5 separate regions of the Mus musculus genome follow, and all the other regions are linked to region 1. A link is a contact called in public Hi-C, HiChIP or PLAC-seq and promoter capture Hi-C data. All regions are on one chromosome and are shown on one strand. Each heading gives the region's core, a stretch centred on a gene start, on an enhancer-like site or on the middle of the called end of the contact. The rest is flanking DNA. Distances are from core to core; before and after follow the strand shown.

Region 1 (3,363 bases), core at 168-2,667:
TGGGTCTTCTGAGATTCTAGAAATGTGATAAATATGTTTCTGTTCTTTAAACAACTCAGCCTACGCTACTTTCTTATACAAGGCTGAATTAAGACGTCTATTACCAGTCTATCCATGGCTGCTCATGTACCCAGCATGTCCATATTGAATGTCCCAGGCAACAGAGAGAAGAGCTTCAAGCTACTTATGCAGAAGGTGCATATTGAAGTGGCTTGTTGTTTTTGACTGTGGAATATCATTCCATTGTATTGAATATGTAATCAATTTTCCTGCTGGTAAACATTCAATCTACTTGCCATTTTTAGCTATTATAAACAAACTTGCTATTTATGACTTTCTTATAGAATATTTCATAAACATGTATTTTCATTTTCCTCACCTAGGCGAACAGCTCCCTATGGAAACTCCCTAAGAAGCACAGCATCTGGCTCTGAAGAGCTTGTACTAGCCATACTGAAGGGCCGACAGTTCAGCTCCTAGCTGACATTTCCCATAGCTACCATTTTACTCTATCTACTAGAAGTATGCGCTGCTTCGATATGCTGTTCATTTTTATATCTCTTCCTGTGGTGGAACCTGAGGGAGTGGAGCGGAGGAACGAGGCAGACTAACGCCGCATGCAATAGCCAACTTTATTCAGAGCATCAGACAGTGTATACCCTGAGTGCTAAGAAAGGTCACTTGAGTATATAAGAAGGACAAGGTGCACGCGGCAAAAACATGTTTGTTTGTTTGTTTCCCATAGAGGCAAATAAATGGATAATAGCCAGTTGTACAAAAACTCGGACGTAAACTCACTCCTATCTACTACACCTGGGAGGTGCATGAAAACATTCCAAGAACAATGACAAAACTCCCAAAATCTCATAAGGAAAACAAAACAAAACAAAATAAACAAACAAAAAACCACTACTAGGTCCTACCAAGATCTCATTTGGCCGGTTCAGCAGTTTAGAAAGCACAGCAGCTTTATCTAAGGACTTAGGAGGACTTGAACGACATTTTGGAGAACCTGCTGACTATGTTTTTAAAGAAGAAAAACTCCTGTGGGGGATAATGCCATACACTGGAAAGGTTTTTCTGTCTTGGGTTTTTTCAAATCCTAGCTACAAAAAAGGGCAAAAGCAGGGAAGTCATTTTTCGATCCAGTGTCAAGAGACTCGGAACGGACCTTCCTTCCCTGCTAGGATGAGAGCGGTTGAGATTTTCGGTCAGCGACGCACAAAAGCTACGCCTTTTCTCAAAGCTAAAGCTTTTGAAAAATCTCACTAGAGAAACCAGAGCAGAGACAACCCCCCGCCGGCCACGCCCCCTCACTCCCTCCAATCACAGCAGGAACGGCGCTCGCGCTCTAGAGCTCCCGACCAATTAGCTGCGTCGGAGCGGGCCGATGAGGGCGGGGCGTCCGTTTCCACAGAAACCGCAGGCCGGTTACTAGCAACGTTGAGCTCCAAGGTGGACGCGCTCAGGCCGCCGCTGCCTGTTCTGGTGACTCGTCAGCTTCTCTCCCCGCGCTCCCTGCCCTTCCCTCTGGCCTCCTACTCTCTCTGCACTCTCCGCCTGCTGCAGTGACCCAGGGCCGGGCAGGCCTCAGAGAGGCCTCCGGCCATTGTAGGTAGTGGCGGCGGCGGGGGATGACGTCAGGGCGACGGGCGGACGGGCGGGCGGGCGCGAGTCTGGGGTGGGCTCTGAGGGCGGGCCGCGCGTGACCCTAGGCACCCGGAAGTGAAACCCGTGGTGCCCACCCCTCCTGAACAGTATGTGTTTGGTGCTCAGGTCCTCACTGTCACCCAGAGGAAAGCGGACATTGTGCCCCTGCTTCCCGCGGTGTGGTCTCGGGGCGCCGGGGAGAAGTTAGCGGGGGATAGGGTCCCTGCAGAGCGAGGGTCCGGGTTTGGGGGTGTTTCCGACATAGTGTTTTCCTAATCTTGAGCTCACCCGATGCCAGTCCAGTTCTTGACGTACCCCGAGTCATGTCCCCTGTCTCTGGCACTGAATATGTCAGTTGAGTAACCTTAACCTAACGGTGGCTGCTATTGGTGACCCTAAAGACCAAGTTTCTCTGTCACGCCATGGCTTACAAGGGTGTCAAATGTTTGAGGGTACGAGTGCCTCTGGTTTAGGTAAAGGATCAAACTGTAGAAATCGTGCCTGTTTGTAAGCTTTACTTCATACCTTTGATTAATGGTGAGACCGGCCATATTTGTAATTTTTAATAGCAAAGTATTATTATTGCTGTTTTCTGCTAATTCTACAACTGGTGTATATTAATAGTTTTAGTCTTTGCTTTTCGAGCGTCTCAAGATCTGAGCAGATAGCCTCATTTATTCGTCACTTTTGTTAACTCCATACAGACAAATGGGAGTCAGGATGAGTATAGAAACGATCCGTTGCAGGCCACTGATGCCCCCAACCCCCACCCTCTGGTTTAGTAGTTCTCCATTTATGACTGCTTCAGCAATGACTTTCTACAAAGAACAGATAGGTCTTCAAGGTTGTTCTGTAAAATCAGTTCTGATCAACTCAGGCTTGTAAGTAAATTTAAGGTAGGTTGGTTAATTCAGGATAATTACTTTAAAAAGGAGAAAGTGGAAAAAACGTGAAGATTGCTGAGCTGCCCCGCAGAGTGGGCCAGATGGCATCTAAGTTTAAAGGTGGGATAAAGTAAGATGAGTCCAGGGATTCTACTTCTTGCTCAGTGTGTCACCGTGACTCTAAACCACCCCTGTTGCTGTCCTTGATGGTCATCCGTGGTCCTAACATCTGCAGTATCCTGGGATCTTTAACCAGTGGCCTCTTCTGTCCTTTCATTGTACCAGTCCTCAGTTTCTTTCCGTGACACTTGCAATCCTTGTGTATCCACTGCATTTCTCCAATAACATCTCCTGGGCTTTCCTTAGAAACCCTTGCCTAATCATTCCAAGCCTCGGTTTGTATTCATTGCCTCTTCAGTCCTGAGGCCTGCACTACGATGGGGGGCTGCTCTGTCATCGGTGGCTTTCTGACCTCTATGCTGGTCTCCAGTCCTGTCATACGGTGTCAACCCTCAGCTGCTCTCCGTGGTCCCTTTACTCCTTGAAAACCAGAGCCATGTGGAAAACTCCTAACACATTACTAAGTTTAGCTACCACTTAAGGTACAGCCTTGGCCTCCCTGAACCACCGCTTCCCAGAAGAGTTCACCTCAGCAGTGCTGGTCACTTATTAATTATAACTACTTTTGCAGCTCAGGCCAACCAGCATCCATTGTAAAGCAAAGATTTTGTTTCAGTGCTGCTGGTTTCCTGTTGACTCTTCAGCCCCAGCTGACCAGAAGCCACAGATTCTTATTCAATTAACCTCTCTGAATCATAAATGTCACCCT
Region 2 (3,390 bases), core at 567-3,066, 680 kb before region 1:
CTAATGATCATCAAATAAAATAAAATAAAGCCTACATAAATATGGGCAAACCCAACTGTAGCAGAAATGTTCTGGGAAAACACGATCAAACATTCTAATAAACTTTGTGAGACATGATTCATACAAATAAATCAGATACTGCCAAACATATTTTAGCACTATCCAGCAGAGGTGGCGGCACAAACTCCAGAAGGGTAAGTGGCAAACAGACTCCTCTTCATTCAAGGAGAGGCAAAGAAATGCTTATGCAAACCTCTTCTGAAATGGTATTCAGCCATCTGACTAAACGTCCATGTGTGTATTTTAGGCAATGTAAGTCCCCATGTCCCTGCACCAGGAGAAGATTATAACTATCATGAAAACGAAAATAAAACAACAAAAAAGTAAAAATGCCAGAAAGTTAAAAACTCCACAGGACTCCGCCAGCCCGCCAGCATCTCACTCCTTGACATTCATGTCTGTCCCCAGCTCAGCGTGGCTCACAGCTCGCACACGCATCAGCAGGGGGCTGAGAAGGGTGGTGACACAGTCAAGTTCCGGGGCAGGAGTGCTCTGGCCACACCTGCGCTCAGTTCGACTTAGGGTAAATCTTTTCGTAGAAAAAGTTCTGGGCCAGGATGTAGAGGTCTCCGTCTTTCTCGCGGACAGCGTGAGCTCGGATGAACTGGAACTGCTCCAGAGCAAACTCATAGAACTCATTCTCCATCTTCCAAATGTCAGACTGCTGCAGCTTCGCGATAGTCTGCTTGGTGGGCAGCTTCTTCTCTGTGGTTTTCCTAAGGTGAGATTTCTTTCCTACTTACGATGGAAAGACAGGAAACATAAATAATTCTTACAGAACACACACAGACATGCCTCTTTACTTGAAGAAGTGGTTTCTGCTAATAAGACAATGTGAAGGGCAAGTAACACATTACCCTATAACATTAATAACATAATCCAGCAAAATCCAGAAAGCTAACCTCATCCGAGGCAGCACCATTACAAGGTGAATCCTTAAAAGACCCAACAAAATGCCCAAGTAGTAAATGCAAGACTCCACTCAGTAAGTGGAGTCTCTCACCCTCTCCACTCTAAGAACCATTTACTTATTTTTAAACAACCACCACTACCAGTGTCCAGTTGTGTGTGTGTGCGTCCCTGGAGTCAGTCCTTTTCTCCTATCACATATCTGGGCTCCTGCCACAAGTGCCCTCACACTGTTGAGCTAGCTTGCTGGCCCTTGCTTATTTAAAAAAAAAAAAAATTTCCGATAAAGCCTTTATCTAGCTTCCCACCACCTATATTTGCTACAATAGTGGAGAATGGAGGGTAGATGCAAACTCTAGGGGAGTTTGAGGTAAGCTGTCACACAAAACCATCAATATCGATGGACTCACAATGGTCTGGACGTGCCCTTAGACAAGCGACTGCAGAAATACAGCCCACGATGGCTGTTCTTGTGTTTAGCCTTCCCACCCCACCCCTCTTCTAGAACCGTAGTCTACTTTATCACAGAGCAAGTCAGTGAGGGCCGTGGAAACCAACCTCCCACACACATACCTGTACGGTAGAGGTCGGTAGCGCCCCGGAAGAATCGGGGCAAAGCTGCCTCGAGCAGCATGATGAAGTCCTCGAGCTCCTCGGTGACTCCCACCAGGAAGTACTCATTAATGAGGTTAGACTTAGCCTGGTCCATGGCCCATCTGCTCCCTACATTCCTGAGACCACAGAAAAGGAATAAAACTCGGTCACGAAATCTGCTAAGTGTTGTGGAGGAAATAGGGAGGCAGGCGCGCAGGCGAGCACAGTAGCGGCAGCGCCCTTAGAGGGCACCTCTGGGAAGGCGACCTGGATTCTAACTCTCCCCACTGCCACACAGACAGACGCTCCTGAAGGGTTCTGGAAATGAACTGACTTTAAGGACGGTTTGTTTGGATCATACGTCCTTTATCTGACTTAGTGTGCACTATGTGTTTTAAAACTACTCTAAAACTTTGCTCATTCTGAGAGCCCCTTTGGTAAAGTAGAAGCAATTTGTGTTTATTGTTTATCTTAATTTGTAAACTCCATGTCTTTTCTTTCCATAAGCTTTAGTGTTTCCTGAAATTCTGAGAAACAGAAAGTAGGTAAGAAGAGGCTCTGCTTACAATCTTTTTGTTTACAGTGTGAGCTAATGTTGTTAACGGGTTTCACCCTAAATAGACTGTACTTCTGGGATCTAATTAGCACCAACATTCTTTACGCTTAACTCTGGCTCTGCATTTTAAGTGCCAATGTGATCCCAAGGCTGTGGCTTCACTCTATTTTCTCAACTATTAAAACAAAGTCAGAACCACAAGCCAAAAAACTGGGTGTGGTGGTGCATTCCTGTTATCCTGGCACATGGGAAGTGGAGACAGGAGGGTTACAAGTTCAAGGGCAGCCTGGGCTACAAGAGATTCTACCTCAAAAGAACCTTAAAGCGGGGAGAAAGAAGGGCTTAGTTGATTTCTAAGGTCTCCCCAAGCTGTGTATGAAATATATGAAGTATCCTCTCTATTTAAAACTCAATTGGGCAATACTTTTCATTATTCAAAAGCAGGGCCTGGCAAACTTTTTCTACAAAAGGCAGAGAGTAAATGTCTTAGGCTTTGTAGGCGATATGGCTTAAACCATATTGTTTAAGTCTGCTATCTCAGCAGATGGTAAATGCACCAGCATTAGTGGCTGTGCTCTATAAAGCTTTATTTACAAAACGCAAGTTCTCTGCCATATCTGGGCCATTGAATTAGTTTCCTTTTCAGAGAAAGTGGCTAAAACCTGAAAGACTCTCCCAGCGTTTCCAATTCTCTTTCTATGAAGATGCTTTGGAGCAGCCTACAGGCAGGACCTTAAACTTTCTGTCAATCTACGCTGCTCAGATAATTTAGAAATCTCTTGAAGTTCCCATTATAGTTTAAGAAATATACTAATTCAGAATGGATTTTGTTTCTGTATTTTTCTATCAAAATGATTGAATAAACCAAGTATGGCAGTGCATGTCTGTTCCCAGCACTGCAGAGTCTGAGGCAAGCGTCTCAAGTTCAGGAAACCAAAGGGCGGGCACACAGCCCGGTGATACACTACTTGCCTCGCTTGTGCAAGGCTCCAGATCTCATCTTTAGAGCCCCCAAAATAAATGGTCGACTAGAATAAATAAATGAGTACAAATATTTAAAGAACTTGGACACAGGACATTCTGGGGATATAAGGTTTTTTTAAAATTAAAATCCCTTCTTACCTCGTGTTTACTAGCTGACTAGATTACAACCACACGTTATAAGAGTATTGTTGGATACTTAAAAACTCAAAATAAGTTTAACAATAAAATCAGATGAATACTTCTTGGCTTTGTTTGATCTACTTGAAGCAGTAAACTTAGGACAAAAT
Region 3 (3,270 bases), core at 567-3,066, 790 kb after region 1:
CCCAGGGTTAATCTGGGCCCTACACACGCCTCATACACCTGTACCCACACATGTACACACACACACTTGCATGCATACCACACACATGTACACAGGATTGTTTTTAAGGTTTAAGTAATATATCATTGTCATAGCGCTGCACTCTTGTGGCTCTCTGGGACCAGGACATGTTATAACCTCATTCCTTTAATTCTCACAAATGCCTCATGGCGTTGTTGAGAAAACTAGGGGCCGGCCACAGGGTCTAGCAGCACGGTGTTACTATCCTAGCACTGGGGAGGCAGAGACAGGCCAATCTCTCCGAGTTTGAAGCCAGCCTTGTCTACACAGAAAGTTCCAGGCCTCGTTGGCCCCCATGGGTAGTCACAGATTTACTGAGCATAGATCTGGGGCTGTCACCCAGTTCTGTTCGGCAGCACAGCCCTTCTCCTCAGCATCGTCCTCTGCTCGATATTGAAAGCAAGTGTTCCAACAGAGTTGAAAATTTCAAATAATGACACAGCAAGGCACCTGCAGAGTGTTTGCTACACTTCCCATCTCTGCTTCTCCGTATTAATTCGTGTCTCACCGCCTGCCCTCTCACCGCCTGCCCAGCCCCCACTACTGCCACCACCACGGGCAACCCTTAATTTCTCCTCAGAAACAAAAGAAATCTAAACTATGTTTGCAGAGGTCAGTTTTTGCAGAAAAAAAAAAATTGTGTGGTCGCAGCGCCCTCTGGTGGTGGCATACTTGTTTTCTCGGTGACTCTCTTGGTCCAGAGAAGCAAGAAAGGACTAGAACCGCTACCCAACACCAAAGAACTAACCTGCAAGAAATCTGCTTCGCAGTGAAGCTGAGAAATCTGCCTTTTGTTTGCCTTTCCTTACTTCTACTTTGCTGAGACCCAGGAACGTGGCACCAAGAGGACCAGGGGAGGGCAGGAAGCTGTCAGGATGTGCCTAGGCCTGGGGCTATCTCAAGACATGGAGAGCACAAAAGCCACCTGTGATCTTGGTGATAGCTCTAATTGTCAGCTTAACACAATTTAGAATCATCTAGAAAGATTCTTACAGCTTGAGACAGGAAGGCACACACTAGTAAAGACTTATACGGTAGATACATAGTGCCGACCTCCTGGTTAGGATGGAAGTTAGACAGGAGCCAGTATACATAGAATGCCTAGGCTGGTGGTGTTCAAGAAATAGTTACAACACCAAGGAGGCTGGAGATAAGGAGTGGAGGAGGGAGGAGGAGGAGGAGGAGGAGGAGGAGGAGGAGGAGGAAGAGGAGGAGGAGGAGGAGGAGGAAATGGGATCACGACTTCTCACGAATGGCTTATATTTATAACCATGGCTTGTGGTTGTAGAAGCAAGAGAGTGAGGTGGCTATTTCACACCAGCATTCAGGAAGGAGAGAGGGAGGGAGAAGAGAGAGAGGGAGGGGAAGGGGGAAAGGGAAAGAGAGTGAGAGGAAGAGAGGTGAAGCCAGAACTGGGCTGGACTTCAAAGCTCAGGCCACTCCCCTCAGTGGCCCACGTCCTCCGGCTAGGCCCTGCTTCTCAAAGGTTCCACAGCTTCCTAAAATGTCTCCACCAGCTAAGAACCAAGACTCCAAACACACGAGCTGTGCTTCAAAGAATGAGACAGCGGGGAACACAGTACCCTGCTTAGGAGAGACTAGAGACTGGGAGCAGAGATTTAACAATATTGCCATCCAACAGAGAAAGTAGGGGTGGATATCTCCTTGCCAGAGGTGCCCTCATTACAAGCCAGCCTTGCCCTTTGCCACCGTTCCCTCTGATCTGTTGAAAGACAGATGGGACAGCCACCTGTTCAGAGTCCATGCCGCTGAGAATGTCACACGTGCTGTTGGCTGGAGAACAGATATTAAATCCTGAGGCGTATCTGCTTGAACCTCAATACCTGCCGGACATCTACTGCCATTGGAAGCACGGCTCTTTGACCTTGACCCAACTGGAAATGGAGAGTGGCCTGTGGACATTGAAAGAACAGAGGGAAGCCGGGCAGTGGTGGCACACGCCTTTAATCCCAGCACTTGAGAGGCAGAGGCAGGTAGATTTCTGAGTTCGAAGCCAGCCTGGTCTACAGAGTGAGTTCCAGAACAGACAGGGCTACACAGAGAAACCCTGTCTCGAAAAAAAAAAAAAAAAAAAAACTGAAAGAGCAGAGGGGGTGGGCTGGGGAGCCAGCCGACAGCAGGGGTGTGTGTGTGAGCAGAGAAGAGTCATTGGAGCGTTGATGGAGTTGGATCTGGAAGGGTTGTAGTTATTGATGTTTGTCAGAAAGTCTATGTTCAGGATGATGATGATGATGATGGTAGTGGGACCAGGCATGGTCCGAGAATCCATGCTGTGTGGTGCTGTCCTAAGAGCCAATAAAGAAGAGAAACAACTAAATCGCTGCCCAGGGAGGGTCCTTTAATAAAATGCTGCTCTACTCCTAGCTATACACGCTGCTTTTACGATTCTCTTCAGAATTGCAAAAACCACCATCCACACTAAAAGAATATGTCAGGCTTCATTTTATATTTTTTATCTTGAGACTTGCAGAAACGTTGTGCAATAGTGCAAAGGGTGTTCTTATGTTCCCTCCTGTTCCACGAAGGTGGACAGCTTACCAAGAGTGGGAACTAGGAGAGGTAAGTAAAAACGAAGATGATGGTGTGCTGTGCAGCCATGCATGGTTGCACGTGGGACACCCGGAATCTGGCCCTGTGGACTGGCTCACTGACTTCCTCCCTCAGGCTCCTGATGTTTCTTCACTGAAGTGGAAATACCATTATACCATAAGCTTGTGGGTGTTGGTAGTGCTTTGTTAACTCAAAACTTCGATCTAAAACTTGGGATATCTGGGCATGGAAGTATCTATCTTTAATCTCAAGACTCGGGAGGTTGTAGCAAGAGGGATTATAAATTCAAAGCCAGGTTTAGGTTACCTAGTGAGACCCTAAAAAAAAAAAAAAAGCAAACAGGGGGCAGAAGGGTTGTTCAATGCATAAAGTGCTTGCCACAGACACAGAAGGACCTGAGCTCAGAGCCCTGGCACACACATAAAAAGCTGAATGAGGCTGGAGAGATGGGTCAGCACTGAACGAGGGTGGAGAGATGGGTCAGCACTGAATGAGGGTGGAGAGATGGGTCAGCACTGGAGAAAGCTTGCTGCTTTTGCCCTTTTGGGCCTACATACATACCAACATACATACATGCTTACTCAAACACACATACAGGCATTGGTGTTCACACACACATGGAGATGGTACACATGAACT
Region 4 (3,296 bases), core at 613-3,112, 550 kb before region 1:
CTTTAAAATGTGTTCAAGGCTTCCTTAAAATCTACCAAAAACTTGGAAATATCTACTATATATAAAATTTAAATTCTTTTCTGGTACTTCTTTTCTTGAAAATTAATCCGCACCCCCAAGCTGCATCTAGCTGTTCCTCAAGGTAACTTTAAATCGTGTTTAAGAAACAGGCAAGGTCAAAGTGTATGCAAAAGCTGTTTCCCATATTCAAATTACATTCTCTGAGCTGATTTTCAAGTGTCACATACATTTTTAAATCAAAACGCGTCAATGATTAAGTCCCTGTCTCCAGAGCACTTCCAAATACCAAAGTTCTCCACTATCCGGAAGCACCCGACTATCCGCGCTTTCGACTGCTGTTGCACAAGTTCGCACTCCAATTTTGTGTTTCAAGCACCCTTTTCCATTCGGGCACTGAGAGAGACGCTTTAAGAGACCCATATGGTTCACTCTCCCCACTCTTTTCCTTTCACAAGGTAAACCCTGCAATTCCAAACCCTCAACGTTCCCCTCTTGTACATGCAATCAGCCTAAACTTACGACCCCACTCTGAAGCCCAAATCAACCAGTTTAGCGTCACTCATAAAGAACTTCAGTCCCCCAGATGTCTCCTTTTCGTGCCATCATCGGCTCCGCTGTCCCACACCGCCAGCCTACCAAAGCTGTCAGTTCTAAGGTCCCTTACTGCCCTAGGCTCAGGCATGCCTGCCACTCACTACGGTGAGCCGCTTTCACTCCCCATCATTCCCGGAGTCTCCTTCCATTTCTACCCATCTCCCCGCGACGAATCTCCCCACGACCACCATCCCCAAAGGATCCTGTGCCCAGGTGCCCCTAATTCAAATTCCAGTCCCCATCTCTGCACATGACTGGGGCTTTGCAGAACGATTTGGAAGAGAAGAGAGAGGGAGCGTTTGTGTCCTCCAGCAGCACCAGCTCCAGGCAGACCTGGGTCCCCTCTCTCAGTGAAGGGCCGACGGGGCAGCCCTCTGGCCAGAGACCTCGCGCGTGCAGCTCATCAGCCCAGCTTCCCTCCCCGGTGGCGGGAGCTCGACGTGCCCGGGTCCCAGCTCTCGAGGTTCTCCGAGGCCCCCTGAGGAAGCCCACTTGCTATAGCCGGCAATGCCCACCCGCCAGCCCGGCCCCGGCGCACCGCTCGGCTGCCTCACCTAGCTTCGCCCGGGACTCCTCCAGCTTCTGGATCTGGTTCTCCAAGAAGAGCATCGCCACCGCGAAGGCCACCACCGCCAGCAGCTGCAACTTGGGCGGCATCATAATCCTGAGGAGCCCCATGAAACCCGCCGCTCGCGATCAAGACATACCGCGGGGGGCGGGGAGCGGGGCCCCGAGGGCGACCGAAGCGCCGGGAGGAGACCCCGACCCGGGAGCTGCGCGGACTGCCGCGCCGCAGCGACCCCCTCCTCCTCTCCGGTCTCCCGCCCGCGGGAGCCAGCGCCGGCCGCCTGGTGCACGCTTCTCCCCGGCCCACTCGACGGCCCTGGCGCCCTCCTGCCGCTGCCGCTGCCGCTGCCCCCTGGCTTCGGGACCCCACGGCCGCACGCCCTCTTCCCTCGCTTCCTCCCTTCCCTCCCTCGGTCGCTCGCGGCCGCGCGCTCCTCCGGTGGCGATGCGGCTGCGGCTGCGCCGCCCTCGGCCCGCCCCCTCCCCTCCCCCTCGGCCACCACGCGCACGCCTTGACGCACGCTGCCCGGCAACCAGAGGCTCCACCCCCATCCTCCGGTACAGTGGTGTTCATTGGTCCGAAGAGAGGCCGCTTCTCGCCCTTTCGGTTCGATTTACGGTTGGGTTCCTTGTCACGGGACTCAAGCAAGGCGTTGTCCGATTGGGTAAACTTGGAGGAGGCGGGGCTACTGATGGCCGAGCTGGGGCTTCGTGGATAGCCGATTGAATGTCGTGAATAAGAAGCCCCGGTGTGGGGAGTTTAGGAAAATGCCTAATTTGAATCTCTAAAAGAACCTGAGGACTGTTTAACAATCGATCACTTACAGGCTCCCATGGTCGCCTAACTAACACTCGTCTTTGTGGGATAATAGGCTTGTAGCAGTGGCCTTTCGCGGCGGGTTTCGCGTCAGGCAGTGCAGTGGACGTCCCCGGCACAGGGGTCCTCAGACCCCTGAAGATTGACGGCAGACCGCAGGGATGGCGGCAGGGCAGGGTGGGTGGCTGCGGCCCGCTCTGGGGCTGCGCTTGCTGCTGGCGACTGCGTTTCAAGCGGTGAGTGTGGACCGCCTCTGGGGCTGCCTCAAGGCTGGTCGGAGAGCGCGGATGTGGAAGGGCAAACCCGGGGCCACGCTTGGGAGCCGCCCGTGGAACGGGCTGCCTTAGCGGCCGCTTCCATCCGGAATGAAACGTGGCAGAATTCCAGCCGGAGCTCTAGAGACGATGGTTTCCTCGCTTCAGGCAGCTAGGATCGGTTTTTCAGAGCACAGAGGGTACATAGTCAGTAATGCTTAGAAAGGAGGGACGTTTCTTTGAGTGAGACACAAGTGAATGAAACTACCGCTGCTTACAAACTCCCAAACCTTAAAGGGTTTTGGTCCAGACAAGCGGTTTTCCTCGTTAACCAGACGACACGGGTTCTAAATCTCTGAAAGGAGTTAACCTGGTTTTGACTTACTTAGCTACTCATGAAGCAACTGTATTTTTGGTAAATTCCTCTATGGGAGTTTTCCACCCATATTTACATGTCTTTGTACTTAGGATACTTAAGTGATTTGTCCAAGATTTTGGAAAGTTAAAATTATACCGTAGGTCTCTAAATACTCTGTTCTTCATAGGTCTTATAGTTCACAAACGTTGTCTCTGCTTTTCTTACTTTGTCCAAAGAGTGGATTCTTAGCGTCTTACATTGCAATACAATGTTGTTTTGAAACATCTGGTACTTCAGAAAACACTTAGGGAACATCCCTTTAAACTTTTATACTGGAAACATAAGTAAATTGTTGGCTTTTCCCTCCCATTGTAGTCGTTTGAATGTGTTACCACTACCAAAAGTAACAAAGGAGTAATGTTTTCAAACTATCTTCAAAATCTCAGTAGGCTATGGCTTTGTAAATACCTGCCCCCACCCCCTTGCCAATCAATGTTTTTAAACAATTTAACCATCCTTTATGTTAGTGAAGCAGTTCCCTCATGGATGCACTGTTTGAGCTAGTTGGTGAATTTAACTAAAAACCCAAAGCTACTGTAGTTCTAGTCAGTGCCATTAACAGGGACCGCTCAGTTCTGCTGCTAACTCATCTCCCAGTAAATGACTGACTTCTTTTTCACAGCCG
Region 5 (3,545 bases), core at 946-3,445, 870 kb after region 1:
TAAAAATATCCTAGCACCGTTGGTATTAAGGTCTGAACATCGTAGTGTAACGTTTCAGATTAAGTATTGAGATTATGTCTACAAGTTTTCAGTGTGTTACGAAAGAGTTTCAAAACAGCATGAGAACACTGTGGTCTAGTGGAGAGTTGAGCGACGGACTGGAAACTGAAGCTGCTTCTTGTCTATAACACTGCTGTCAACTAAGAAGCTTCCTCATGTAGTGTTTAGGATGCTGGGTTTACCCCAATACAACAAGGGATTATAGTTTCTGTCCTTAGGAAGTGGGTCAATTTTGAATTTTTTAAATAAAAGATACAAAACATGCATACGAATTATGTAAAACAAAAAAAATACCTGAAACAATCTGTTCCAACAAATATATGATAAAGATTTGTGTGTTTATACATGTGTGTGGTGTATATGCATGGTATATGTGTAGCATGTGTATATGTGTGGTGTGTTTGTGTAGTGTACTTGTGCATGGTGTGTGTGTGGTATATATGTGTTTGTGTGTATATGCATGCATGTGTGTTGTGTGTGGTGTATGTGTGGTGTGTGTGGTGTATGTGGTGTGTGTGTGTGGTATATATGTGTGTGTGTGTGGTATATGTGTGGCATGCAGGGTATATGTGTTTTGAATGTGTGCTGTGTAGTGATAAGGACTCTTGAAGTTTGGTAGAACCTGAGACCTAGTCTGTGTGGGAGCTGACTCCATGGTGAAGAGGAGGATGGGTAGGTAGCCCTTCAGCCTCCCCTCTGCATTCCTGTGTTTTGGAGTGAGTCTCAGGTCACAAAGCAATGGCTCCTCACCTCCAGGGTGTGGGTCTTGATACAATTGACTCAAATCTTTAGGCTTGAAAGCTTTGCCTTCACCTGAGGGGCACTCCTGTCAGTTTCTTTGTTCCTTTGTTTAGCTTTTTGAGAGAGGGCCTCAGGCTGTCCTCCTACTGCCTCCATCTTAAGCCTCCTTCCACAAGCAAGTATACCACCACACCAAGCCTAGCACAGGGAAGATTACACGCATACAGATACAGGGGGATGACTCCAAAGGCAGAGAGCCAGGCGCTAACAAACGGCACAGATCCAAGTGAGCTGAGAGGATGGAGCGTTTAGGCACAGAAAGCAGCTGGGCTTACATGGAGGACCATACTGGAATAAGTAAGGACCATTCACTCAACTACCACTTTTGGAGGACTTGAGTACCTACTAAGTGCAAGCATGTGCTAGATATTTGTGCGGTATGAGTGGCTCAAAGGTCATTCCCAATGCATAACAACCAAAAAGTATAGCTGAAATCAGAGATGATGGCAACACTGATTCTTATCGATCAGTGCCAGGCCAGGCAGGGTTTGGTATTGAGAGTAGGTATTTCCAAATTTCACCCTTTCTCTATTTCGACCCAGTGAACACTGAATTTCAGTTAGCATTTTTACATTTAAAAGCTGTAAACTAGCGCTTTTAGTTTGGTAGTTGTACCCGGGGCTCTTATCTGTGGTTCCATTTAACAAGTTTTGTTTGATCTAGGGATTAACGTTGGATGAGAAGGTATCATTTTTACAGAAGGAGAAACAGATTTGAAAAAGAGGGAACCGAAGTGATCTAGTACATAAAGGACTTTTTTTAAAAATTCCTTATTGAATAGGATTTGCTACAGATTTCTTTTTTATTGTTTATTTTTACGTGCATGGTTGTTTTACCTGCACCTATGACGGTTTACAACACGCATGCCGGGTGCCAGCGGAGGCCAGAAGAGGGCTTCGGAACCCCTGACACTGGAGTCCTACACCAGAGCAGCCAGCGATCCTTACAACCGAGCGACCTCTCTAGCCCCGCAAATTCCTTTCCAACAGTTCCGGGGAGCAGGGAACCGATCAGAACATCTTGGGGACAACGCTCCTGTGAGATACACCTGCACTCGCACTTGGTCGGTCCAAACAGTCTTTGTTACTCTCAAGCTAGGACTTGCTGCACCGGAGCCCCGCCTCGCGCAGGGGGCAGCGGGGAGGGGCCGGGGCGGTTGGCGGGGTGGCAGCCCGACCCGCTCCACCTTTCCCTCTCTGCAGCCGCGCAGGCCCCGCCCCCGGAGCGCCCACCTCGGGAACGCCGCGTGTTGGCCCGCGCGCCCCGTCGCGGCTCTAGTTCCGGGGCATGCGCGCTGCGGCGCCCGCGCCCCCCTCTACCGACCCGCCGCTGCCGAGTTATGCCAAGTATGTGAGGAGCTGGCGAGGACCGGCCGTGGTCATGGAGAGCCGCCGCCTCCGCCCGCGCGGGACTCGGAGCCCGCCCCGCGCCCCGGGCGAGCCGGGCTGCTGAGGGCGGCGCTCATGGCGGAGCCCCTGCGGAGGACGCTCGGCCGGCTCCGAGAGCGGCACGCTCCCGGCGCGCTCGGGCTGCACGCGGACTCCGTGGCGGCCTCGCTCTCCGAGGGACGCTCGCCGCCCCACGAGCTCGCGGGCCCCGGTATGGAGCGGCCCGCATGGGGGACCGAGCAGCCGGGCGCGCGGGTGCCATGGTCTCGCGGGGCGCAGGAGGCCGCCGCTCTGGGCCGCGCGCTTGCTCGCGCCTCCCCAGGCGCCTGGGGCAGCGGCGACGACGACGGGGAGGACGAGGGCGCCGACTACTACGAGAACCTGCCGGCGGGCTGCGCGCCCGAGGGGGCGGAGGCGCTGCGGGCCTCGCCTTCCCGAGCGCCGGGCTCCTCCCCGGGGATGGAGGGCGGCCGCCTGGAGACGGGCAGGCTGCAGACCCAGTTGCGAGAGGCCTATTATCTGCTGATCCAGGCCATGCACGACCTACCCCCTGACTCGGGCACGCGGCGGGGCGGACCCGCGGGAGCCCGGGCTCAGGGCCAGCAGCCGCCTCTCCCCCGCGGCGCAGCCGTGCGCCCAGCCTGCAGCCTCCGAGGCGGCGACCGCCCTCCGCAGCAGGTGTCCCCGCCCCGGTCGCCTCCGACGGAGTCGAGAGAGGGACGGCCTCCCAGTCCTCGGATACAACTGTCCAGTTGCAGAAGTCTCGAGAGCCTCCGCGTGAGCCGGCGGCCGCCTCTGCTCCAGCGGTGGGCGAGCGACAGCTGCATCAGGTGCGGTGCGCACCGGGACAGGGACGAGCCCCAGCCACGTGGAGGTGGGATGGACGGCTGGAGCCCGGGCAGCCACAGGGCTGCTACGTCCGCCGCTCTCCTGCCTCCCATCTGCCATGACCCCAGCGGGTCCTCGGGACGACCCTTTAAGGATCCTGTGGGGACCTCTGTGATATCCAGCAGCCAAGAGGACCATCCGGAGGATCTTCCCCTCAAGCCACCTGCGGTGACTGTCAAGAAACTGCAGAAGTGGATGTACAAAGGACGTCTGCTGTCCCTGGGGATGAAGGGTCGCGATCGCGGGACAGCACCCAAAGTTCCCGGAGCGCAGACAACCTCTCCAAATTTGGGCAGTTGGAAAGTGCATGAAAACCACGTCCTCTCGGTGACAACGGACCAAAGAATCACACTGACAGGTAGGACACTTTGCAGTCAATATGCTAAGCAGCGCCCTGAGCCTCTAGTG

What was found. Promoter capture Hi-C pulls out the DNA fragments that hold promoters and counts their contacts. A called contact is a pair of places that touch in the nucleus more often than the background predicts. HiChIP or PLAC-seq counts read pairs in DNA pulled down with a chosen protein or histone mark. Capture Hi-C pulls out chosen DNA fragments and counts their contacts.
Region 2: a contact with region 1 is called in a promoter capture Hi-C map of embryonic stem cells, with 3 times the contacts expected there. The contact joins the enhancer-like site here to the promoter of Odf2l in region 1. A contact is called at or near these places in 8 of 39 promoter capture datasets (the 3T3-L1 cell line, the C10 cell line, the HPC-7 cell line and 3 more), 1 of 484 Hi-C or Micro-C datasets (the G1E-ER4 cell line), 1 of 115 datasets of contacts at active chromatin or transcription factors (pancreatic cancer cells) and 1 of 9 other capture datasets (liver).
Region 3: a contact with region 1 is called in an H3K4me3 HiChIP or PLAC-seq map of forebrain, with 5 times the contacts expected there. The contact joins the enhancer-like site here to the promoter of Odf2l in region 1. A contact is called at or near these places in 10 of 39 promoter capture datasets (the 3T3-L1 cell line, 3T3-L1-derived adipocytes, cranial neural crest and 5 more), 4 of 484 Hi-C or Micro-C datasets (CD4 T cells, Th1 cells, brain and 1 more), 7 of 115 datasets of contacts at active chromatin or transcription factors (astrocytes, epiblast stem cells, extraembryonic endoderm stem cells and 4 more) and 2 of 9 other capture datasets (adipose tissue and liver).
Region 4: a promoter capture Hi-C map of adipose tissue shows a contact between it and region 1. The contact joins the promoter of Selenof here to the promoter of Odf2l in region 1. A contact is called at or near these places in 14 of 39 promoter capture datasets (the 3T3-L1 cell line, 3T3-L1-derived adipocytes, the C10 cell line and 9 more), 11 of 484 Hi-C or Micro-C datasets (CD4 T cells, CD8 T cells, LSK cells and 6 more), 9 of 115 datasets of contacts at active chromatin or transcription factors (the SCID.adh cell line, astrocytes, bone marrow-derived macrophages and 6 more) and 3 of 9 other capture datasets (adipose tissue, liver and pancreatic islet).
Region 5: a contact with region 1 is called in a Hi-C map of CD8 T cells, with 8 times the contacts expected there. The contact joins the promoter of Syde2 here to the promoter of Odf2l in region 1. A contact is called at or near these places in 1 of 484 Hi-C or Micro-C datasets (CD8 T cells) and 1 of 115 datasets of contacts at active chromatin or transcription factors (astrocytes).

The regions. Positions count from the first base shown.
Region 1 is chr3:145,117,172-145,120,534 of GRCm38.p6, forward strand. It overlaps Odf2l (outer dense fiber of sperm tails 2-like), which reads left to right and starts at 1,418. Exons shown (of 17, transcript NM_001162538.1): 1 at 1,418-1,611. Gm40163 (a long non-coding RNA gene) reads right to left here and starts at 1,242. Exons shown (of 2, transcript XR_867692.2): 1 at 1,172-1,242.
Region 2 is chr3:144,433,920-144,437,309 of GRCm38.p6, forward strand. It overlaps Hs2st1 (heparan sulfate 2-O-sulfotransferase 1), which reads right to left. Exons shown (of 7, transcript NM_011828.4): 6 at 1,543-1,700; 7 at 1-795. The coding sequence ends at 569. Among named protein-coding and RNA genes, the nearest start is that of Gm34434, 53 kb to the left of the region's middle. Within about 2 kb of position 1,817, at least 7 of the 459 cell types and tissues checked have an H3K27ac peak or open chromatin away from gene starts, as enhancers often do. A contact at or near this core is called in embryonic stem cells, where this site is marked.
Region 3 is chr3:145,904,960-145,908,229 of GRCm38.p6, forward strand. No RefSeq gene overlaps it. Among named protein-coding and RNA genes, the nearest start is that of Gm35187, 16 kb to the left of the region's middle. Within about 2 kb of position 1,817, at least 23 of the 459 cell types and tissues checked have an H3K27ac peak or open chromatin away from gene starts, as enhancers often do. A contact at or near this core is called in forebrain and liver, where this site is marked.
Region 4 is chr3:144,568,565-144,571,860 of GRCm38.p6, forward strand. It overlaps Selenof (selenoprotein F), which reads left to right and starts at 1,863. Exons shown (of 5, transcript NM_053102.2): 1 at 1,863-2,235. The coding sequence starts at 2,161. Hs2st1 (heparan sulfate 2-O-sulfotransferase 1) reads right to left here and starts at 1,652. Exons shown (of 7, transcript NM_011828.4): 1 at 1,170-1,652. The coding sequence starts at 1,293.
Region 5 is chr3:145,985,675-145,989,219 of GRCm38.p6, forward strand. Syde2 (synapse defective 1, Rho GTPase, homolog 2 (C. elegans)) reads left to right here and starts at 2,196. Exons shown (of 7, transcript NM_001166064.1): 1 at 2,196-3,495. The coding sequence starts at 2,325. Gm35352 (a long non-coding RNA gene) reads right to left here and starts at 1,821. Exons shown (of 3, transcript XR_376174.3): 1 at 1,698-1,821.